Regions from separate parts of the Mus musculus genome. Here all the other regions are linked to region 1. Evidence: chromatin contacts called from public Hi-C, HiChIP or PLAC-seq and promoter capture Hi-C data. All regions are on one chromosome and are shown on one strand. The core of a region is the stretch at or near the end of the contact, and the rest is flanking DNA. Distances in the headings are between cores, read along the strand shown.

Evidence for each region. Promoter capture Hi-C pulls out the DNA fragments that hold promoters and counts their contacts. Hi-C and Micro-C count contacts between places; a contact is called where the count stands out from the background. HiChIP or PLAC-seq counts read pairs in DNA pulled down with a chosen protein or histone mark.
Region 2: a promoter capture Hi-C map of pre-B cells shows a contact between it and region 1. The contact joins the promoter of Arpc1b here to the promoter of Rnf6 in region 1. A contact is called at or near these places in 2 of 39 promoter capture datasets (embryonic stem cells and pre-B cells), 2 of 484 Hi-C or Micro-C datasets (B cells and embryonic stem cells) and 1 of 9 other capture datasets (liver).
Region 3: a contact with region 1 is called in an H3K4me3 HiChIP or PLAC-seq map of embryonic midbrain, with 5 times the contacts expected there. The contact joins the promoter of Cdx2 here to the promoter of Rnf6 in region 1. A contact is called at or near these places in 2 of 39 promoter capture datasets (hippocampal neurons and pre-B cells) and 2 of 115 datasets of contacts at active chromatin or transcription factors (embryonic midbrain and pancreatic cancer cells).
Region 4: a contact with region 1 is called in a Hi-C map of B cells, with 11 read pairs. The contact joins the promoter of Zkscan14 here to the promoter of Rnf6 in region 1. A contact is called at or near these places in 12 of 39 promoter capture datasets (the HPC-7 cell line, cranial neural crest, embryonic stem cells and 7 more), 2 of 484 Hi-C or Micro-C datasets (B cells and embryonic stem cells), 11 of 115 datasets of contacts at active chromatin or transcription factors (the 230-238 cell line, acute myeloid leukemia, astrocytes and 5 more) and 3 of 9 other capture datasets (adipose tissue, liver and macrophages).

The regions. Positions count from the first base shown.
Region 1 is chr5:146,218,746-146,224,721 of GRCm38.p6, forward strand. Rnf6 (ring finger protein (C3H2C3 type) 6) reads right to left here and starts at 2,712. Exons shown (of 5, transcript NM_028774.3): 1 at 2,475-2,712; 2 at 1,657-1,739. Gm38745 (a long non-coding RNA gene) reads left to right here and starts at 4,972. Exons shown (of 2, transcript XR_868694.1): 1 at 4,972-5,308.
Region 2 is chr5:145,111,534-145,117,509 of GRCm38.p6, forward strand. It overlaps Arpc1b (actin related protein 2/3 complex, subunit 1B), which reads left to right and starts at 2,723. Exons shown (of 10, transcript NM_023142.2): 1 at 2,723-2,808.
Region 3 is chr5:147,304,578-147,310,553 of GRCm38.p6, forward strand. It overlaps Cdx2 (caudal type homeobox 2), which reads right to left and starts at 2,672. Exons shown (of 3, transcript NM_007673.3): 1 at 1,868-2,672. The coding sequence starts at 2,405.
Region 4 is chr5:145,198,457-145,204,432 of GRCm38.p6, forward strand. Zkscan14 (zinc finger with KRAB and SCAN domains 14) reads right to left here and starts at 3,426. Exons shown (of 3, transcript NM_023322.2): 1 at 2,824-3,426; 2 at 221-344. The coding sequence starts at 3,219.

The sequences.
Region 1 (5,976 bases), core at 1,462-3,961:
GTCCCAGGATGCACGAGGGAGCCCTCTGTACATCAAGAACATGTATTATTCAAGCCTAAAATTTTAACATGATGAATGCTTTTAGACACAATTTCGAGAGACAAAGATAAATTTTAAGAAGATGATCAATTTAATACTCAGATATGAGATATATGTGTTGAATTGTGTCTGACTTGGTGATAACTTTTAAAGCAAAGGCCTAGACCTACTAGCTCCTAAAAGTTGTTTTGTTGTTGTTTATATGTTGAGTTCTTTATTGTAAGACTTGACACATGCATTTGACTAGTGGATGCATTTAAAATAAATAAATAAATAAAGCCAGGCGGAGGTGGCACACGTCTTTAATCCCAGTACTTGAGAGGCAGATTTCTGAGTTCGAGGCCAGCCTAGTCTACAGAGTGAGTTCCAGGACAGCCAGGGATACACAGAGAAACCCTGTCCTGAAAAGCCAAAAATAAATAAATAAATGAATAAAATAAAATAAATAAATAAACTAGGCAGGCGGGTGGTAGCGCACACCTTTAATTCCAGCATTCAGGAAGCAGACGCAGGAGAATCCTGAGTCCAAGACCAGTCTGGTCTACAGTGAAACCTTGTCTGCAAAACCAAAAACCAAATAAAAAATGCAAACAAACAAAAACAAACAACCCTCCTAATTTTAAAATGCAATGCTAGTTAGTTGTCTTAGGGTTTCTATTCCTCCGATGAAACACCACAACCAAAAACCAAGTTGGGGAGGAAAGGGTTTATTTACACTCCCATCACTGGAAGAAGTCAGGACAGGAACTCAAACAGGGCAAGAACTTGGAGGGAGGAGCTGATACAGAGGCCATGGAGGGGTGCTGATTACTGGCTTGCTCTGCCTGTTTTCTTATAGAACTCAAGGCTACCTGCCCAGGGAAGCACCACTTACAGATAGTGGCTGGGCCACTAACTGAGAAAATGCCTTACAGCTGGATCTCATGGAGGCATTTCCTCAACTGAGGCTCTTTTCTCTGTGATGACTCTGGCTTGTGTCAAGTTAACACACAAAACCAACCACTAAACTAGGTGTAGTAACACATGTCTTCATTCCTAGCACTCAGGAGAGAGGCAGACTAATCTCTGTGTGCTCCAGAGCAGCCTGGTCTACAGAGTGAATTCTAGAACATTCAAGAATGTGTGTGTGTGTGCGCGCACACACACACACACACACACACACATATGAGACCCCTTGGGGGGAGCAAGATTCACTCAGATGTTAATTTAATTAATAATATCAAAAAGTAAAGGATTTCCATTTGCACTGCAATCAGTAACTATTAGCAAAGTGCATTTTTGGTGGTCACAGCAGAAACTTGGTTTTTTTTTTTTGGGTGGGGGGGGTGTTTCGAGACAGGGTTTCTCTGTATATCCCTGGCTGTCCTGGAACACACTCTGTAGACCAGGCTGGCCTCGAACTCAGAAATCCGCCTGCTTCTGCCTCCCAAGTGCTGGGATTAAAGGCGTGCACCACCACGCCCAGCTTAGAAACTTGATTTTTGAAACAGATGTTTAATAAGTGGAAATCTAATGACAAAAAAAGTCAAGTTCTTTAAAATATTAAAAAACCAGAGATCTTCTCCTCCAAGGCAATATTCTTGGATTAACTAAGCATAAGTAAGGCAAAATGAATACCTTATTTTCCTTTGAACATTCTTCTAACAGATGAGACTGTATCCATGCTTCTGATGTTTGTGCCTCTTTTGAGAGCTGCTCATCTGAATAAAAACAAAAGTTGTATTATTCAGCAAACTGCCTCTTTGAAGTCCCGGAACACCCAGTAGTCTCCCGACTCCTCTGCAAAGCCAGAGCTAAATTCTCCAGAAGGTTCTGTTATACCATCATCTAGGTAATTAGAGACTCATACAATTAGATAACAAAAAAAAAAAAAAAACCTCCCAGAAGGTCTCTCCTCCTACACTGTCACCGCTCCGAGGATTGCGCCTCCTCCTTTCTCAAAGGCCTTCGTACCGTATCACGTTCCCATCTGGGTGTAGCTAGGGTTAGGTGAGGAAGTTAGTTTAGTTCTAAGCCTTCACTTCGTTGTCAACCGCCCCCACCATCCCGCTACTGGTTCTTTTCCTTATCCTGTTAATCGAGGCCCCCGACTAGGGTTAAGATGAAGTCCCTACTCCAGTAAACGAACTGGACTCAGGAACCCGACCAATCTCACCTCAATCTAGCCTCAAGTAACGCTTCCCCTGCGACCTGGATTTGGCTTTGGGGCCGGCCAATCAGCAACTAGCAAAGCTCAACCAGCAAGCAATAAGCCAATCGGATAAGAGGTAAGTGTCTCTCCCCTCGGAACCCCGCCCCCTAGCACGTCCTCCTCTCCGAGGCGTCTCCCGGAAGTAGTAGTGAGACTCACCAAATGACCCTTCCCCCGCCCCGTGTACCCAACGCCCCCTCCCCCCGACCCCACCTCCAGCGCGATGACCCGCGGTTGTTCTCACCGAGGCGGCGAGGGGGCGGAAGGTTCTTGGCCGAGCCTTCGAAGGCCGCTACGCCCTCTAATCTTCCCCTGAGGCGCGAAGCTCAGAGTCTGTGTTGCTGCTCGGAGTCGACCTGGCGGAGAGAAAGCTAAGAGAGGAGCGTCCGATCTCCGGCCTTCTCGCACCGCCTCGGAGAACTAAGACTGGCCACCGTCTGCAGCGACCCTGCCGGTGCGTCTGGAAACGGCGCTCCCCGGAAGCCGAGCCGCGGCGCCCGAGTTCCGCATCTGCTGTGCGCAGGTCCGGCTGTCGCGGGCTCGGGTCAAGGCACTCAGAGCCCGTGGCGGCTTCAGGACCGAAGGCGGAGGCGCCTTTCCACCCTTTGGAAATGCCAGCTCCTCTTCTCGTATTTCAGTGTCCTTTGACGAAGTCTGGAGAAAAACGCATCTGTCAAGCTGTTCGTTGCTCATTACTACCCGGGTTAACTACCCAGTTTGAAATTTTCCCTTAGTGTAGTTCACTGGGATGAGGAAACTAAATATCAAGTGCTTGTGATGAGAAAGCACTTCGAAGCTCCCAATATTAACCATTCACGTTCTTTCTCTCCCGCTATCCCTTGTCTAATTTCTTTTTTCATTATATGACACCAGATTTACCCAACCATTTCTTGTGGTCCTGGTAGGGCCCTTTCCTGACACCCCCATCAGCCAAATGGCTTAATCAGTTTAATACGCGCATACTGCTGTGATTCATAACTCTTTCCTCCCTTCTTTCATTATTGAGTGACTTTGTTTTGTTTTGAGACGGGGGCTCATATAGCCCAGGCAGGCCTTTAGCTGGTGAGCTTCTTGCCCTTCTTAGGGATGTGCTACCATGTTTGCTGGGTGCTTTGTTACCATGATGTAGCAAGCCTTAGCATCAATGAAACTACTAGAGTAAAAGGTGATACTGTCTATCAGGAGGATTCCCCTCCTCTCTCCCCATCTGTTTAATATTTAAAACATAGGAGAGTGTTACAGATTTCTCCTGTAGAAAAGTGACCCCAATTGGGGAGACCAATGGCTTTAAAGTGGGTTGGGTCTTATTTAGGGTGTCCTGCTTGGTGATTATTTTCTCTCCCTTTGAATATTGATCCAAACTGTCTATATGTCCTTTTATGTTGTTGTTCTGAGGATAAGACTTTCCTTTGAGTTTCCTTCTGGAAGTAAGGTTATTGTTGGAGTTCCTTTCCCCAACTTCATCAGGGAGCTATGTGATGGAGACAGTGGTGGGTGTATGTCTCTGTGTAGCCTGACTTTGTTTTTTTTCTAGTATCCAATTGCTTCATGATTCTCTAAAGCTTTCTTTGTATAGCTCTATTTGGGATTGTGGTGGTTTGAATAGGAATGGTCCCCGTAGATCCATGTGTTTGAATGCTTGGCCATAGTGAGTGGCACTATTAGGAGGTGTGGCTTTGTTAGAGGAAGTGTGTCACTGTGGAGGCAAGGCTTTGAGGTTTTAGATGCTCAAGCTACAGCCAGTGTGAAACATATTCAGTCTCCTCCTTGCTGTCTGTGTATGGATTAAGATGTAGAGCTCTCAGCTCCTTCTCTAGTACCATTATCTCCTGCACACTGCTATGCTTCCCACCATGATGCTAATGGACTAAACTTCTACAACTATAAGCCAGCCCCAATGAAATGCTTTCCTTTACAAGAGTTGCCTTGGTCATGGTGTCTCTTTACAACAATAGAAACTTTGACTAAGATGGGGAGATGTCTATTTTTTTTCTTACTCTGACTATGTCTTTCAGAGGCACACATCAAGCCAGCCCTCTCATCTCTCACCTTACCTTGAAGTCCCTTCCATTTCTTTTTAATACTGGAAGTGGGACTTGTGAACAGACGTTCCCCCCTCCCCTCCAGGGACATGTTAAACACTCTACAAGGCAGATTGGTTAAAAGTTCCATGATTGTGTTACAAGTCAAAGCCAAATAACCCTGGGATATCTCTCGCCATGTCCCCCCACAATAACCACTTATCACCCATGTCTGTGTGTAACCTAACGTCCTTGTGACTAGCAGGTTAGGCCTTATGGAAAGTCCCTTAGCTTCCACCAACTCAAAATAATCTAAGCAGATAGCATCTGTGGCCAGTAGCACATACTTTCCTGCTTTTACGAGATCTGCCTGCCTGTTAACACCAACCTCCACCCTCCCTCCCTCCCTCCCTCCGTCCCTCCCTCCTTCCCTTCCTTCCTTTTGTCCTTCGAGATAGGGTAGCCCTGTGTAGCCTGGGTGTCCTTAGCTTTATAGACCAGACTGGCCTTGAACTCAGAGATCTGTCTGCCTCTGCATCCTGAGTGCTGAGACTAAAGGCGTGTACCACCAGATTTGGCTTTATCCATCAAGGTATCTTGAAAGTATCTCAATTTTATTTTCTTTGTTCTGTTACTATAAAACCATCATGAGCTGGGCAGTGGTGGCGCACGCCTTTAATCCCAGCACTTGGGAGGCAGAGGCAGGCGGATTTCTAAGTTGGAGGCCAACCTGGTCTACAAAATGAGTTCCAGAACAGCCGGGGCTACACAGAGAAACCCTGTCTCAGGGGAAAAAGAAAGTCATGAATCTGTTACTGCTACGGAACATGGTATTTGGAATAACTGAAATCTGTCTTCCCAAGCCGTGGCCGCTCACATTTGGCTCCAGGACAAACTCATTCTTTCTGAGGCTAGAACTGCTTTTGCATTAAGGGGTTTTGGTGGCTGAATGTGGAGCCCCAAAGATGATCCAATTTCGTAATAGGAGTCACTGGATTGTTGCCAGGCTGGGCCTCTAGTGCCAACTGTTTGGTGTTGATTCCTCAGCGGAATGCTGGTGAGTTGTTTCTGGGACTTAGACCTACCTTGGTTTGCTTTATTTTGCACTGGTTGTGAGGATCCTCTTAGTTTGGTTACTTTATTATTCTCCCTGTTTGCTTAGGGAGCTCTTTGTTTGTTTAAAGTCATCTGTTTCTTTTGGTTTCTGCCTGTGCCCGGTTCGGTTTGTTTGCTTTCAGGACATTTGGTTTGTTCATTTGCTTTCGGCTTCTCCTCCCGTGTCTAATTCATGGAAGGAGGAAATGTTCAGAGAAAAGCTGCCATGTGGTACTCCAGCTGGTTTTATGTTTGATAATTGTGTTAGTTTAACTTATATGTATTTGGAAAATGGGGAAATCTAAAGATAACTTGGCTTTATGTATCTCTTCATTGAAACATTTAATCCAAAATTGGATGGGGGTTGGGGGGGGGGGGAATACACACACACAAAACTAAAAACCCCAGAGAATTTAAAGTGAATAGGCAGCCTGTTTTGACTTAAAACAAAACAAAACAAAACAAAAACTTACATAAAAAAGAATTGATAAAATTGGTAGTCAACACAAGTTGACAGGCTCACTATATTGAAGTTAAAAGGAGCTATTAAAGATCAATAGGAAATTGGTGAGAAAATGTTAGAGATTAAAGAAATTTTGAAAAATTGAACTCTTCTCAACTCTCTATCCC
Region 2 (5,976 bases), core at 1,473-3,972, 1.1 Mb before region 1:
TTGGTTAAGATCATTTGCTGCTCTTGCAGAGGACCTGAATTTAATTCCCAACACCCATACAGTGGCTCTCAACAACAGCGACTTGAGTTGCAGGGTACCTGATGCCTGCTTCCAACCCCTGAGGGTACTGCATACACTTGGAGCACAGACATGCAAGCAACACATCCACGCACATAAAATAAAAGTAGATTTTCTTTAAAGAAAAAGAAAAGCTATCTGGCCATGGTGGCACACACTTTTAATCCTAGTACTCAGGAGGCAGGGGCAGGCTGGTCATTGTGAATTCAGGCCAGCTAGGGCTACACTGAGAGAACCTGCCTCAAAAATGAACAAAAAGTGGCATAGTGACATGTACCTATGATCCTAGCACTGAGGGTGAAATCAGGAGGATCCCTGGGGTGCAAAGTTCTGTCAACCTAACACACTCTGTGAGAAAAACTCAAAACACAAGCTGCCTGAGGAAGACTGACCTTTGGCAAACACACACACACACACACACACGCATAGAAGCACACTTGCATGATCTGTGTTTCCTCATGGCTTCAAAGTTTTCAGTCTATAGTCACTTGGCTCCACAGCTTGTGGCAGCACAGAAGGGTGAGGTGGAGGCCAGCTACTCACCTCAGAGCAGCACCTCACACCAGACAGAGTGAGCAAGTCAACACTACCTACAGTGACTTTCTTCTCAAGAGGTGCAAGCTCCTACCATCGCATTCAGAGAAGAACTGAATAGACTCACCCTCTGTGAGGGGCTAGGGTCTGTGTGGCTCAGTGCATGTGTAAGGTCTTGGGTTATACCCACCATCATAAAGCAAAACAAAACAAAACACCTGGTCCATGAATCTTAACCCTCTTGAAAGACGCTTGAGCTTAAGCTGACCAGAGCTGACCAGTGAGTGCTCTGGTTTTCTCTGCAGGATTGTCTTGTCCTATGCTCTGCTCTGAGGACTCCCCTCCGCTTGAGGGTTACTGCCCTCCAGGCATACAGCTCACCCAGAGGGGCTTCTCTGTAGTGGGCCACTTCCTAGAGTCCTGGGCTTGGTTTTGCTTTGTCCATCCTCTGAAGACACTGGGTCACTTTAGGTTACTACCCCGGGACAGAGAACTGTAGGACACCACAGGCGTATGGAGTCAGATCACTCAAGGCCTCCTGGGGCCATTGCTGGGCTTTTATGGAGCTGAGCGAGCACGGACAGATTGCCAGCCAGGGATGCCCTTGACCCACAGGGCTACAGATACAAACCTACAGGAACAGCAAAGCAGGGGGCGCAGGATCATGGCTCCTCTGTGTCTGTGGCAGGAGGATGACTCGTGGAAACCTGAGCTAAATCTTACTGAGCTGGGTGGGTCTGGTGGCACGGGGAACTGAGGCAGGAGAATCACAAGCTCAAGGCCTACGTAACTTCAAGTCCAGCCCCAGAAACTTAAGGAGACTTAAGTGAAGGCTGGGGATGTAGCTCCGTGACTGAGCGTCTGCTGTGTGTGCAGGGCCCTGAGTTTGAATCCCAACACCATTATATATGTATATGTGTGTGTGTGTGTGTGTATACACACACACACATATACATAATCACTGAACATGGGCAGGGTGTTCACTGCAGCAACTGCTCCAAACTTAGAGTATTTTATTACACCAGGCATGATGATGCACTGCTTTAATACCAGAACTCAGAACTTGGAGACACAGACAGAGGCGGATCTCTGAGTTCAAGGGCAGTCTGGCCTACAGAGCTAATTCCAGGGCAATCAGGGCTACACAGAGAAACCCTGGCTCAAAAAAAAAAAAAAAGTATTAATTTATTTACTTACCCTGCGTGTGTGTGTGTGTGTGTGTGTGTGTGTGTGTGTATGTTTACACACTCTAGTTCACTATGGCTGGCATGTGTGTGGAAGTCAGTGCTGGGAGTTCAATTCAGGTCCTTAGGCTGGGCAGCAAGCACCTTTGCCATCTGAGCCATCTTACTGGCCCATTTCTTTGGTTTTTTTGAGGCAGGGTTTCATGTAACCCAGGCTGGCCTTCATCCAGCTCTACAGCCAAGGGTGAACTCGAATCTCATCTCTCTTCCTCCATCTCCCCAGTGCTGGGATGACAGGTGTGGGTTATCACAGGCACCTCTAAGCCAGAATTAGTGATACAGGAGATTGCTGGGAGTCTAGAGAGGAGCTCTCAGAAGGTGGGAGGCACAGCAAAAGGAACTTGAGACGCACCTAACCTGGAAGACCCTTGACCCTGGAGCATCATCACCTGACTGCAAAGCTACTCAGCAACTTGGAGGGAAGTGTGTGGACTTCCGAAGCGAGAAGTCACCTGGAGTGGCAGTGCTCTTCTTCCTGGACGCCAGCGACTCTGCCATCTTTGGGACACAGAGTCTGGGGAACCACGGCTGGGGTGCACCTAGAGTGCGAGGGGCGGGGCAGGAGTCATTAAGTTGCGGGGTGCCTGCGTGTGGCCTCAAAACCTTTGAATTCTTGGTTGCCCGATCTCGGGCTTCCGCCCTCTAAGCGCCCCCCCCCTTCTTCCAGCCTCAGTTTCCCCATTCAGAAAGTAGTTAGGGGCAACAGCGTGCGATCTCCGAACGAATTCTGGGCTGAGCTGGACTTAACTGAGGTCCGGGCGGCTTAGTACCCCGAGGGGTGGGCGGGCCCTGAGATCTGGCCACAGCCGCCCGGGTCCCGCCCCCGGTCCCTGCGGGGCTGTGCCCGAAGGCCCCGCCCCCCGCCCACGAGGAAGTGGCTGCGGCGCTGCGCGGGTCTCAGAGCCGGTTCGGCGCGTCGACTGTCCAGAGTCCGCGGCCGAGGAGACCCGAGGTGAGGGGCGCGGGGTGGTCGCGAGGTGTGTGTGGTGTCTGAGGCCACCTAGAAGTCAGGGGACTCGAGGCGATGTTCGACGGTGAGGGGGATGGGGATGAGAGAGGAGTGGAGAGCCGTGTGCATGGGGGCCTGGTGGGGCTCCCGGCGAGGGTGGGGCTGGCAAGGAGCTAGTGGGGGGCGGCGTTCTGGGGATGCGGGGCGCGGTGGGAAGAATCGCAGAGATTCCCCGCGCACTCGACGCCATCGAGACGGCACAGCCCCAGCCTCGCGCCCCCTCTCCGCTTTCCTGGCCCCGCTTTCGATCCCCGAGACCCGTGTCGCCCCGTTACTTTGGGCGCAGGGCCCCACGCTCAGTCACTTCCCCCTCGGTCCGCAGCCTTCCGGGTTGTTGCGACCGGGAAATGAGCTAGCACCCCTGCCCCGCCTCATCCCCCAGTGACCATACCCGGCAGGGGTCCAGGTTCCTGGTTCCACCCAGCTTGGGCGAGCGGACCCTGGCGGCTCGAGGGGCACCCAGCCAGGCCACCCCGGACAGGGCAGGTCCCGGTGGGGCCCGCAAATAGGCTGGAATCCTGAACTGGGAGCCAGCCCAGGTGCTGGCCATGAAGCTTGTTCCCGCGAGGCAGCTCCAGCCTGGGGCGGTGTGGCTGCTGACGCAGTCGAGCCACCTCGCCTCTCTAGAGCTCAACTTGCCTTGCCTGGAAAATGGGGACCTTCCAGATTTGGAGGCTTAGCTGCCAAATGTGGCTAGTACACTTGGCAGAGTGCCTGCTTGTCTGCTGCTGCAGACCTTATTTCTGCACTCCTTTGAACCTGGCCTTATGAGGTGGGAGGGTGGGGTGGGGTCCGAAGCTGCAGCCCTGCGGGGCGACTTGGAGGGAACAACTTCTTCACGTGGACAATAAAAAAGGAATAGATTTACCACGTGGGCTTCTACTGTAAGAGAATGTGCGGGGCTGGGAGATGGAGCATTGAATAAAAGCACTGACAGGGGTGGAGTTGGGGAGGGGGAATCCTGAGGGTCTGAGTTCGAATACCCCGACACCCATGGGCACTCAAAGACACACAATGAAGCGTGCAAGGCAAAGGTCTGTGTGAATGAAAATTTATTTATTTATTTTGGTTTTTCGAGACAGGGTTTCTCTGTATAGCTCTGGCTGTCCTGGAACTCACTCTGTAGACCAGGCTGGCCTCGAACTCAGAAATCCTCCTGCCTCTGCCTCCCGAGTGCTGGGATTAAAGGTGTACGCTGGTGATTCTTTTTCACTCTGGGTTGTTTTGTTCTTTTAGGCAGGGTCTCCTCCTTTCCCCTGGACTCGGGTTCTCTCTCTCTCTCTCTCTCTCTCTCTCTCTCTCTCTCTTTCCCCCTCCCTCCCTCCTCCTTCCCTCCCCCCAGGCTAGCCTTGAACTCATAGAGCTCTGTCTCCTCAGTGCTGAGATTAAAGGTGAGCACACTTCGGGATCTTTCAAATAACAAATAACCCCAACTAGAATTAAAGTATTTTGTTCTGTCTTGGTCCCAGGGCCTTGGAACTTACTAGGCAAGTGCTCTACCAGTGATCCAGCCTCCTCAGTGGTATGTGGGTTTTTCCAATCTGTCACCCACTGATATAAAAAGGGTTTTCTGTAGTAAGGCAACCCTAAGAAAGAGGGCTTTAAAAGTTTGCTTTTTCAAGTTACTAAGGTCATCAGTGTTGTTCTCTTTTTAAAGATGTATTTTTATGGGTTGGGTGCGCGCGCGCCCACACACTTGAGCCCTGGGGTGGTGGAAAATGCTGTCCCCTGGAGCTAGAGTATTTATTTGGTGGTTGAGGGCTACTGGAGTTCTCTGCAAAGAGCCTTCTCTCCAGCCCCACATTCTGTCTGCTCTCATACAAGCTGTTGGAATTAGAAGTTAGCACGCGGCCCTTCAAAGGCATGGAACAGATGAGGGTCTCCCCACAGCCCTGCTAGCACCGAGTCTTCTGTGTTTTGGAGAAGTTTTTGTTTTGGTTCTTTAAACTGGTGTTTTACGATATTTTAGAATTTATTTAATCTGTTGCTGGATTTGACTTTCCCTCATTCAGTAAGTCTTCAAGGACAGTTTAGAGGAGGGGGAAGAAGAGGAACTGAGGGTTTGGAGGGTTGCTCACACCACCCAGGCTCCTACCCACAACAGGAAGTTGAGTAAGGCTTAGCACCATAAAAAAGAAAAAAAAAAACTGCTGCTGGCTGTACTTAGCTGAGCTCCCAAGCTAGGCGGGGACTTCCTGGATTGCCTGTGGAGCCAAGGTTCTCGCTGCAGGCAACTCCCGGCTTGGCTTAAGTCTCAAATCCAGCCAGACTGAGTGTGTGATTCAAGGAAACACAGCCAAGAAAAGCCAAGGGGCCAGGGCGAAGGATATTTATTTATGTGTGTGTGTGTGGGGGGGGGTAGGGTAGAGGACAAGTTAGAAGCCTTAATTGGTTCCTTCGCTCCTGGGTCCTGGGGATCAAACTCAGGTCATCAGGCTTGGCTGCAAGCGCTTTTACCCGGTGAGCCATCTCACCAGCCCCTTACCTGTCTATCTGCCTGCCTACCTACCTATCTAATCTGTCTGTCTGTCTGTCTGTCCGTCCGTCCGTCCATCCATCCATCCATCCGTCCATCCATTTCTATCAATCACAGGTTCTCCCTATGAAGCCCAAGCTGGCTTCAAACTCCTGATCCCACAGCCTTAGCCCGCTCTGTCTCCGATGTTCAGCAGCGCACCCTGCTGGAGAGTTTTAACCCAGCACTCTTGGAAGGAACTCTGGGACCCAGGCACTGGAAGAATGTCCTTGGCAGCAAAGGGGCCTGAGGCTCTGGCTGGCAGGCTTAGGAAGGGAGCTGCGTAGGTCCTCCCCAGCCGAGGGTGTCCTGAGGTAGAAGCGTCTGGCTTTTCTGACCACTTGTTCCATTAGGAACACAGAGGGCCTCTCCCAGTTGTTGATACATCACTGTGATGCAACCAGGCATTTTCCTCGACACAACATTCCTTGATACAGATAGCAGGAGTGTGGAAGTCATTTAGCAATGGTCAGGAAGTATCCCCAAGGGCTGGGGGTGTGGCTCAGTGGTAGAGCCTCTGCCTAGAATCCCCCAGTGAGGGGCTGGGGGTGTGGCTCAGTGGTAGAGCCCCTGCCTAGAATCCCCCAGTGAGGGGC
Region 3 (5,976 bases), core at 1,422-3,921, 1.1 Mb after region 1:
TGGAGCCTGTAACACACTCGCTAGTGCCCCACTCCACAGAAGACGACAGAACCAAATCTTAAGTGTGCAGACCGAATAGCAAAGAGCTTGTAGTACTAAAGAAAACTATCAGACCTGGGAAGCGAGGCGCAGAACAATTTCCCACAGCGGTCCTCGCCCTAGAACGGATGCTGCTCTTAGAGCACCACGCGCTGGCTGAGGAACGCAAAGATGGTCCGTGAGCCCTGCGGTCCGCTCCCCAAGGGCTTGCAGGCGCCCCGCACCCCCTGGGAACCAAGGAGGGGGGCTGGAAGAGGGGAGGGATGAGAAGGAGTTGTCAGAATTCATTATTGACTGCGAAAGTCACCACCCTCTTTCCGGGCCCTAAAAGAGACAATGGCAGGGCTGAAAGGTGTACATCAAAGCCGGCCGGGCGGCGTACACGCCTCTGCCCCTTGACAGATGACGCTCTGCAGAAGAGTCGGGCTCCGGCACTGCGGGCCACAGCTTCCCTACATTAACATCACAAGGGCGCCCGGCGCCGACAGCGGTCTTGCCACCTCGGCGCGGGACTTCACAGCGACCTCTCATCTGCTGACCCCGCGGCCTGGGCTCCTGAGGTTCTCCTCCCCCTCCCAGGACCCTAGTCTCGGACCACCCACCCCCTGAACGCAAAAGTTCTTTCGGAGGGCTAAGACCCCTACCGGCGATCCTCCGCTCACTACCTTTCAGGCAGGCTTGGGAAAGTAGGGTTTATGCGGAGAACCGGTTTAGGAGTAAGTCCTCCTGGAAATGACAATGTCAAAGCCCACTGGAGGCTAATCTGGAGACTTCACTCCGGCAGCATTGCCCACCAAGATGTTGACGGGGTGTGCGCAGTGACGCAGAAGTGTCCAGCGACAGGCCCCCAAGTGCCGCTCTGATTTATACGGCTGTAATTGGCTATAAACCTCCTCAAAGTGGCCATAACCCGGGCATGTGGCCTGGCTGTGCCAACAAGGAGCAAATCCAGAGAAGCGGAAGCTCAAAGAGCTGGAGAAGGCTTCACGGAACAACAAAAAAGGGGGGACTCTTAGTACCACTCCCTGTCACACTTTGCTCACTTCCTTCCCACTCCTATACACATCCGGACATCAGAAAGGGCAAACAGAGCTTGTGAGTCCCACAGACCGGCAATCTCGGGTCTTTCGTGAAAAATCTCCCGAATCCAACACACAACACTCTCAGACACACGAGATTCTAGAAGGGAAGGGTCAGGAAGAAACCTTCTTAAGAAGCCGAGTCCGCTGTGATGCTAAGAGAGGATTTCTATGAGAGACTTTGCTTGGCAGAGAGAGGGAAGAGTCAGGGACCCTGGAGTTCCCCCACTTCCTCCGAGGCTTCTGGGGGGCTCCGCCTTCTCTCCAGGGGCGCACCGCGGCGTCTGTGCTCGCAGCAGCACCGACCCCTTCAGTAGACCCTAATGGCCAAACTGATCCTGGCGCAGCCTCCACACTCCCTGGCCCTTTCGGGGGGGTACCTCAGATGGAAGAAGAAAAGCAGGTAGCTAAGTTGAGTAGGCACGGCAAAGAGAATCCAAGCGGCCCGACCCTCTCGGCCAGGAACGGTGTAAGGAATGCGGGAGGCAGCCAACTCAAGGGCACGATTCAGCTCGCGGCGGGCGACAGTGCTTAGGACACTACCGGGAGCTTCCGAAGGCGTCCCGAGGTTGCCAATGGGGTACTGCCCTAAACAAACCTGGGGGAGCGAGACACAAATATACACTCCTGGGATGAATCCACCTGTATTTCCCCCTTTGCCCCTTCTCCTGTCCTGGCTAGGAGCTGGCAGACAGCCCGCGACAGCCCCAACGCACGCGGGACCTGGGGCGCGCCCCGGCACCGCTTACCTTGGCTTCCTAGGGACTGCTGCGCGGGCTTCCGCATCCACTCGCACAGGTTTCGCCGCTGGCCGCTGGGGGACAGCTGTTCGGCGGCGGCGGTGGCTGCGGGCCCCGGGGGGCCGAGGTTGAGCGTCTGCAGCAAGCCGGAGGCGCAGGACGGCGAGGCGGCCGGATGGTGCGGGTGATGATGCGGGTGATGGTGCGCGTGGTATTCGGCGGGGCTGCTGTAGCCCATAGCGGCGGCCGGGGAGCCACCATTGAGACCGTGGGCTACCGCGTTGGCTGCCGCAGCGCCCCCGGGTGCGTAGCCATTCCAGTCCTCGCGGAGAGGGGCGCCGTACGCGGTGGGCCAGGATGGCCCTGGGGACTGAGCGCTGTCCAAGTTCGCCGTAGCAGCCGCCGCGGCCGCCACGTGGTAACCACCGTAGTCCGGGTACTGCGGAGGACTGACAAAGTTCTGCGGAGCCAGGTTCAGGCCGCCGGAGTGGCGCACGGAGCTAGGATACATGCTCACGTCCTTGTCCAGAAGGTAGCTCACGTACATGGTGGCGAGGGACCCAGAGCAGACCTCACCATGCTGTCTGGGGACAAACGTTGAAGGCTGCCAGAGGCGCGAGGCGCAGGGGGCTAGAGATAAAGGTAGCTGGCTGCACCTCAGCCCACGGTGCTCCGTCGGCTCCTTGCAGAGCTTCTGCCTCCCGGGCAGTCCCTCCCTCCGTCCTGCCTCCTCCCCTCTCTTCCTTCTTTCCTCCCACCTCCTTGCCAGTAAGCTGTAGAGGCGGGGATGACCCGCCGCAGGTTGGCTCGCGGAGTCCCAGGCCAGCGGCCTTACGTGATTAACGAGTGTTTACAAGACTCTATTAGTAATGACACAGACACCAATGGCTGGAGACGTCGAGGCGCAGCGCGCTACGCACACAGTCCCCACCACCACCACCCCCAGAAACACGATTTGCATTTTAAAAGTTGGGGAGGGGGGCGCTCCTGAGAGGGCAGCGACCAGATCACAGCTGAATATTCAGGCCCTTCTTGCTAGCTACGAGCTTCCTCCTTCCAACCTGGGTGCACTTTAACCTCCAATCACAGGTTCAAAGACTGAAATGAAGAGACTTGCAAACGCCTTGGGAAGTCCAGAAAGGCAGGCTTGGTGGGAAGCTGGGTTTGGAAACGGGCGGGCGCAGCCTTTCGTACATTCTCAGGCAGAAGGTGGTCAAGAAAGGGGGGGGGGGGGAGGGAAGTCATTGCTTTGAAGAGCTTTCTGACCAACCCAGGAGGTAGGTGGCTTGTAGAGCTGCGGTGAAGGCTATTCCTTCCCGCTCTGAGAACCAGGAGGAGACTGACGGACGGACGGTCGGACAACCCTCAGCAATACATTTATTTCCTTGTCAAAGGAAACCACTCGGCCTCTACAAAAGAGAAAAGACGATTCTACCTCCAGGTTGCGCCCCCCACCCCAGGATTTGTCTTACAGTTAAGATTTAAGTTCAAGGAAAGCAATTCATTTTTAAAAACTATTACATTAAACAATCGAAACCCTCTTCAAAGCCAACAACTGGACCCACGATATGGAAGGCAGTAATTAGTGGATGGCTGGGATCCTGATATATTTCTCTCCCTTAAGCAAAATGCTAATTACACGACGTATTCGGTTTGAAACTTCCACAATTACACTTGTGTTTTTCCTGAGTGTATTTAAGAGTTTGTTTGTTTTGTTTTGTTTTAATCAAGGGAAGTATTTGTGCTGACACCTATCTAGTTATTCTTGTCTTATGTCATGCTTAAAACACTTTCTTCTGAGGAGAGATAGCTCAGCCAGAACACTGCCTGCTCTTGCGGAGGACCCATGTTCAATTCCCAGTACCCATTTGGTGGGCTCAAAACTCCAGAACTCCAGCCCAAGTAGATATGACACCCTCTTTTGGTGTCCAGCCACCATACGTGAGTGATACAGAGGCATACATGCAGTCAAAAACAGCCATACCCATAAATAATAATAAAATAAATATTAAAGCATTAAATTAGTTTAAAACAGCACTCTGTCCTTTATAAAGTGAAAGCTCTCTCTGCAGAAATTTGCTTTTCATCCCACGGAATGAATCCACCGTTGTCGCTATTCATTACTGCTACGGAAGAAAATACTTTTCTGAGCCAAGGCTGAGGTTGGAACCCTACAGGAGAACCTTTGGGTGTGGGAGAAAGCCAACCTTGGCCCTTTTCTCTTGAGACTTTGGTCTGTCTGCAAAGGCAGCTTGATGAGATTGGGGCTGCCACTTCAGACATGACGTTCCAAACTACCCAGGTCCTCGCTGGACAGTCGCGCTTTGCTGTAGCTGATGGTGTCTGCAACCCAAGGATGCTGACAATGCTCTCTCCTGCCTGGAGCCCTGCACTTGTGTGTCCATTCGTGTGTCCTTCTTGGGGGCACTTGTCCAGGCTCCTTTATCCCCTCAATTCCCACCTCTTGCATTTCTTACAGCTATGGAAACTTGCACATCCTCCTGACAGTCTGTGTTTTGTAAGAAGGGTTAAAACCGGGGTGGGGGTGGGGGGGTGGCTTGATCTTCAAGAGCTGTCCCTCAAGAAGCCAAGGACCCTTGTTGCTCCTCTTTAAAGCCCTCCCAGGTACCTTGCAGGAACAGCAAGGGTGTCATCTTACTTTCCAAGAAATAAACCTGAGGGTGGGTGAGAGGTTGGAGGAACCAAACCTCATTCCAGAAGGAAGGACCAGGAAGGGTGTTCAAGTCCCCAGGGGGTGGCCAGAATGTGGAAGGTTAAGTGGTAGGCATTGCAGACTTTTGATCTTAGGACTATCTCCCTCCCCTTCCTGACTCAATCCCTCCTTCCACCCTTCACATCCCTTCCCAGGCTTAAGCTCTGGAGCTGAGGCCCAGGTCCAGGCCCAGCCTGTGTCTTCCGAATGCCGGCATTCTGGCATTGCTTTGAAACAATCACTTTATTAGGGACAGCCATTCCCTCAGCCCTGTGGTAGCCACTTCCTGAGTTTTTATGACCCCCGGAGCTGCCAGCCGCTGGCTAATTGTCCCTGTTTTCCAGCTGTGTCTCTGTGCTCTGCCACGGAGAAAGGACTCCAGAAAGGACTCCAGCTTGGGCACCCAACCGCTTGGGAGACCGACAGAGCTACTGTACTCACCCCAGGTCAAGCCAGGTCCTCCGAGCTGACCAAACAACAGAGAGTTTTAATTAATTGGGGTGCTTGAACCCAGGATAGGAAATGATACTGACAGGAACTGGTATCCCTGACTTGCAAAACCTGGGCGCCCCAGCAGCAGCCTGGACAGGACTGCAGTAGCAGAGCCTGGCTGTTTGGAGAGAAGAAAGGAGCCAAGGAGTGGTGGTCTCTGACTCGATCTTCAACACCCCCCACCCCCACCCCCACCCCCACCCCCACCCCCACCCCCGTGGATGGATTCTCCTCTCAGGCAAGAAAGGGCCCAGCTGGCTCCCCTCAAGGGACAGGGTTGTTAGAACAGTCCTGAGTTCTGTATAAGGATGTCCTGGGTGTCCTTCCATTGGGACAGTTCTAGCAGGTCCTTGCCCATCCTCTGGAAATCCCCACTGGGCTGAGGCATGCATGTCCTCTAGCCAAGGGGCTGGTCCACACCTTTAGCATAACATAGTGCAAGATGCATCATCAAAGTCCTCTCTCCAGACACCCCTTACTCTTGAGCTGAAGTGCTTAGCAGTATGCTTAAGGGTTTGTTGTTGTGGTTGGGTTGTTTTTGTCTGAACTGAGACTATCAAGGACCACTCTGACTGTCCCCAACTCCACTGTAGGTGGCTTCTTTCCACACACTATCCTGTCACCAGTCCTCCATGTTGACAAACCTTGAGCCGCCAGGGCAGGAGAGAGTAGGAAGGGAAAAAATGATCCAGGTAAAGGAAGCCAAAGGAAGACTGCAGAGGCAGCCAACCTGGTTCCCTTTGTTGCTGACAGTGTAGAGGCCATTATACATTCTTTGAAGAGGGTCTCTTTTCAGCATCCAGGCTGGTGGCTTGGGTAGGGGCTTTGACTGGGGTGGGGGGATGAGGAGATGGGGCAGGAACACAGGACACACTGGACAGAACAGGATTAGAGGCTACAGGAAGGGGCAGGC
Region 4 (5,976 bases), core at 2,176-4,675, 1.0 Mb before region 1:
GCATCTTCCACCTAGGATGTCTCTCCCCTACCCCCAATTGAATCAGGATCTTATGTAGCCTGCTTTCAGGTCCCTGCGTCGACTTGTCTCAGTGATGAACTGTGACGCTTTCCTGCCCTAAGCTGCTTTTGGTCAGAATGTTCCCTCACAGCAACTGGGAGAAAACTAGAGCAGCTTCCCAAGCCATGCACTCGACAACTCATCAGAGAACAGCACTTACCAGGCACAACTGTGCTCCCAGCGTCCTTTGTGCTCTCTTCACAGAAACCTTTCCGAGCTGCAGCCAGCTGTTCCCACTCTTCCCAGGTCAGAGATTCAGCCACATCCTTGAAGGTCATAAAACCCTATAATAGCATAAGATCTCCATTTAGCACTTGCTGTCATTGCAAACACTGCCACTAGTCTAAGGGGAAGCTGGACTCTAGAGTGGAAGGAGTTAGTGTGAGAGAGTCAAGTAACAAACCACAGATGCTGTGTCAACTGGGTACCAAGGGACCTGCTACTGACCATCTTCAGTGCCAACCTGGCTGGATTTAGAATCACCCAAAAGTAAGCTTCCAGACTGACCTGTGCGAGCATTTCCAGACAGCTTTGACTGTGGAGGGAAGGTCAGCCCTGGACTGTATGAACAGAAAGAAGGCAGCAAGGGAACGCTAGCATCCACCTCCTGACTGCTAACCTTGAAGCAAGGTGGCCAGCCACTCCCCCTGCCACGCTTTCCTGACCTCAGACTGTAGCTCTTCTTCAACAAGCCTTTCCCTCAATTTGCTCTACTCACAGCAGTGAGGAGAGTTGCCATTCTCTGTAGAAGTTTAATCTGAAATAAATTCAGACCCAAAATACATTCACAAATACCTTGGCCATATAGCTAGGCTCTTCTCTGACTAGATCATAACTTACATTAGTCCATTTCTTCTAATGTATATTCTGCCGAGAGGTTGGTTACCTGTGCTGAGGTACTATGTGTCCATCTTGTCAAATCTTCCCCGGGGAAATCTCTCACACCTGGCACTATCTCAGAATCCTTTTTGCCTCCCGAAGGTCTCACCTCCTATTTCCAGACTAAGCTATAGGCCACCAGGTGTCACATCCATACAGACTCAAGATTCTCACTAGAAGGCCACATATAATGTCTTTGGTTAGGTTTTGTGTTTTTTGTTTTTTTGTTTGTTTGTTTGTTTTTTGAGACAGGATTTCTCTGTGTAGCCCTGCCTCACAAGTGCTGGGATTAAAGGCATGTGCTACCTGGTTCCTCCTATAACCTTGAAAAACTTTCTGTGGATCATCTATGACAGTCTAGGGAAGGCAAGGGTGAAATATTCGAGTTCTATCACTGTGGCTTACCAAAGTGGCAATTAAAACTGGAATGTGGCTCAGTTTAAGACTACTGACTGGTCTGTCATGCACAAAGCTGAGCTCAGTCCCCAGGACCACATAAACCAGATGTGACAGCAAATACTTATAATCCTAGAGTTCAGTAAGTAGAGGCAGGAGGGTCAGAAATGCTAGGGTCATACTCTTCCCTCTACATAGTGGGCTGTTCTAGGCCAGCCTGGGCTACATAAGATCCTAATTCAACTGGGGACGAGGGAGAGACATTCTAGGTGGAAGATGCAGAGGAATGTCCTGAGAGCTCTAGCTTGCCCTGACACCTTTCTGCATCCCCACTCTGCTTCCTCACAGCCAGGAAGTGAACATATGTGCTCCGGCAGACCCTTCTGTAGTGGTGCTCTGCCTTACCCCAAGCCCAGGAACAATGAATTCAGCTGAGCATGGACTCAACTTCTGACCCATTAAGTCACAGTGAGCCGTATGTACTGTTCACAATTTCAGAGTATCTCACAGTTCAGTCAGGAATGAAATCGGTGCTCCAGCATTTTCGAAACCCAAGATCCCAAAATCTGAAGTGCTTGAATGTCTGCCCCTAACAACTAAGCATTCACCCAAATGTCCCTCGTGCTGAGATGGAAAAACATAGCTAAAGTATAAAATGGCATTTTGTGGGGAGGATCTAAAGAATATTTTGAGATTAGCTTTTCACGAGCAGGAGAGATGAATCAGAAGAGTGCTTCCTGTTTCTCTAGAAGACTGACCTGTGTTACGTGCCCAGTACCCACATTAGGCAACATACAACAGCACGTGATTCCAGTTCCAGGGGTCTACTACCTTGTTCTGTGCTCCTTGATCACCCCTACACGTGTGGCATACACTCATACACATAGTCACACACAGGAAACAAAAATAAAAAGAAACTAGACTTTTTACACTGACAATGATTGTAGATTGTATTCTAAAAGGCACACGCGAGCTCTGTTTCAATTAAGCTAGGAATGATGGTCCACACCTTTAATCCCTGAACTTTGGAGGTACAGTAAAAGTGGATCTCTGTGAGTTAAAGGTCAGTCTGGTATAATATATAATGAGTTCAAGTCAGATAGGGACACACAGTGAGACTCTACCTTTAAGAAAAAAAAAAATCAAACTGTATCTCAAAACCAGTAATAAGTATCAAGAGTATTTATTTTTTCCAAGGTGCCTTCTCATGGACCTAACATATTCAAATATAGGGGCCATTCTCATTCAAAGTGTGTGTGTGTAGACAACCAGGCTGTATTCTCTGAATCATCACGACTGGGCACGCGGGCACGTTAATGCAGATGCCTAGAACATGGCATCAGATCACTTGAAGCTAGAGCTACAGATGGTTGTGAGCCCCCTCTATATGGGGTCCTGGGAACTGAGTTCATTCTCTGGAAGAGCAGCTCAGGGTCTTAAACACTAAGCCATCTCTCTGGTGCCATGCAGAGTCCACTCGAGTCTCACCTGCGGAGAGGCCCGATCCAGTGCTCTTTGCAGAGTCCGCGCCAAGGCCGCAGCCTCCTCCCCACTTTCAGGGCTGTGGTCCCGCACGTAGGCCTGGAGCTCCTGGGGCAGGATGGTGAGGAATTGCTCCAGCACCAACAGCTCCATGATCTGCTCCTTGGAGAGCAGCTCGGGCCTCAGCCACCTCCGACAGAGCTCCCAAAGTCGGCTCAGCGCCTCCTCAGGGCCGGCCACTTCCTGGTAGCGCAACTGCCTGAATTGTTTTCGAGAAGTTTCGGGGTTCTGCCAATCTCCGGAACCGGAGGACTCCTGATTCCCCGGAGAGTCCTCCTCCACCTTCACCGTACAAAGCCCAGCACCGAGAGGTGGCGGGACGACCCCAGAGCCTGCAGCCATTGGAGCCTCTGGACCGTCCAGGTCGAGCTTGTTTTCTAGAAGAGCAAAGCCCAATGACTTCACGGACCTTTTCTGAAACCGAGGCGGAGTGCTACCCTCTTCCAAAAACGAGGCCCAGAAAAGGCCACTACGGACACAGCACACACGCGAACCCGGTCTTCTCAGTTCTCATTTCGGCAGGTGACAGAAAAACAAACCGAAGCGGAAGTGCGTAATTAACCCCGCCTCTGGGAAGAGGCCTCGCCTGCGTAAGGTCTTTCTAAGCGCCCTGGAGGACTAAGATGCATCTCTATGGTTCGCCTTTCTTATTTTACTAAAGGGGCCGCAGGCCACGTCATGACAGTCATGACAGATTGGATGGATGGATGGATGGATGGATGGATGGATGGATGGATGGATGGATGGATGGATGGATGGATGGATGGATGGATGGATGGATGGATTAGATAGATAGGGGGTCCTACACAGAGAAAAAAATTGTCTTGAAAAAAATAAATATAAATAAATAAATTTTAAAAAAAAGATGGATTGGTGAGATGGTTCAGCGGTTAAAGACACAGGCTGCTCTTTTAGAGGATCTAGGTTTAATTACTGGCTCCCACAACATGGTGCAGGTCAAACAGCCATAAATAAAGTAAAACTATATCTATATCTACATCTATCTATCTATATACACATGTATATTTTTCTTTTAATTACTTAAAAATTGTTTTTGACTCTTTGAGACAGGGTTTTTTTGTATAGTCCCGGCTATGGAAACTAGCTCTGGGAACTAGACTGGCCTCGAACTCACAGAGATCTGCCTGCCTCTGCCTCCCCAGTTCTGGATTTAAAACCTTGTGCCACAACAGACAGGTAAAATAAATAAATCACGTTAAACCAAAACCAAAAACACCCCAGAGAACCAGAGTTTAGTTCTGACACCACAGGAACAAGCACACTTACTCTAATCCCAAGAGATCTGACTGCCCTCTTCTGGCATCCTGTGGCCAGTAGGCACACTTGTGATGCATAGATATAATTCAGGCAAGACACTGTACACGTTAAAAAACAAAAAACTCCATCACTCAGGAGGCAGAGGCAGGAAAATCTCTCAGTTTGAGGCCAGCCTGGTCTAGAGAGAAATTCTAGGGTAGCCAGGGTTACATAGAGAAACCCTGCCTGAAAAAACAAACAAATAATTTGAAGTGCATTAGTGGCACACACCTTTAATTTCAGAACTCAGAAGGTAGAGGCAGGCGGGTCTCTGTGAGTTCTAGGGAAGCCTGGCCTACGAGAGTTCCGGGCCAGCCAGAGGCCAGAAAGAGGGCATCGGATACCCTAGAACTAGAATTACTGAAGGTTGTGAACCACAGGAGTGATTTAGAGTGAGATGGCCCGCTAGACAGTCCCGGGTACACCTCAAAATACAGTTTGCTTCAGTCGTGGATTTGAGAGATGCCCTTCCCTCCGCCCCCAGTGTTGTGACCTTAGTTCTGTAACTAGGTCTTCCACTGATGGCAGGGGTTGCAATTCCACGGTAGTCTGTTTTGGTGGGCCCCTGAAGTGTGACAACAGGTTCTCTGATACTACCAGTATTCGAAGGACTTGGAAAATGATGAAAACGCCTCAAGAGAGGGGTAGATAATTTAAAATGGGATTTACAATTTAGGGTAACAGGCTTTAAGCAAAACTTCTGTCTTCAAACTATTGTTTCTCCCCAGCCGCCTGGCTGCCATGCTCTGGGCGCATCTTTCAGCTTTTCAGCCGATACAGCAACAGGCGCTTTTTTCCCTCTGCTGCATTCGTTTTGTTTGTTTTGTTTTTCTCTTTTTTTCTTCCTTTTTCTCTCTCTTTCTTCCCTCTGCTGCATTCGTTTTGTCTCTTTCTTTCCCTTCCTTCCTTCCTTCCTTCCTTCCTTCCTTCCTTCCTTCCTCCCTTCCTTCCTTCCTTCCTTCCTTCCTTCCTTCCTTTCTTGACAGGGTTTCTCTGTGTAGCCCTGCCTGTCCTGGAACTCACTTTGTAGACCAGGCTGGCCTTGAACTCAGAAATCCACCTGCCTCTGCCTCCCAAGTGCTGGGATTAAAGGCGTGCGCCACCACCGCGCGGCTTGTTTTGTTTTTCAAAAGCTAGTCAAGTGCAGAAGCAATAGAAAAAAAATACGAACAATTAATTGATATAACTTTCGGACTAGACACCCTGATGCCCTTTAACATTAAAAAATTACCTAATGCCTGCGGGGAAGGGGCTTACATGGAGAGCTGTGGAAGTCAAAGGACAATTTTTGGATGTCTCAAGTCCAGGGATCAGCTCATGTCATCAGGCTTGGCAGTAAGAGCCTCTATCACGGAGCCAGTCAGGTCTGCCTCCCCGGCAGCATATTAATAAGCCCTGGAGACAGAGAGCCACAGCCATATTGGCTAGACTTCGCGCGCAGCTCCTTGGGAGATGTAGTCCCGAGAGCCTCAGCCACTCTAGGGCAATAAAGAATCTTTGCGTGTTTAGAAAAGTGGCCAGGATGGTGCAGACCTACTTCAATTCCAGAGTGCTGCGGTGGGTGGGTGGGTGAGGCTGTGCTCGACCAATCAGAGGAGAGAGAGGGTGGACCTATTTTGTTTGTTTGTTTTCCCCGACCGGCCCCCTAGATTCCTACCCTTGAGCTAAGCCCATGCTCTGGTTTTGGGGGTGGGAAATAGATTAGCTCTATTTTCCCCAGGCTCTTGTAGCCTCTTGCTTGAGGGTGACTGATTGGTCAGCTCCACAAGGGGGCGGGCTCAG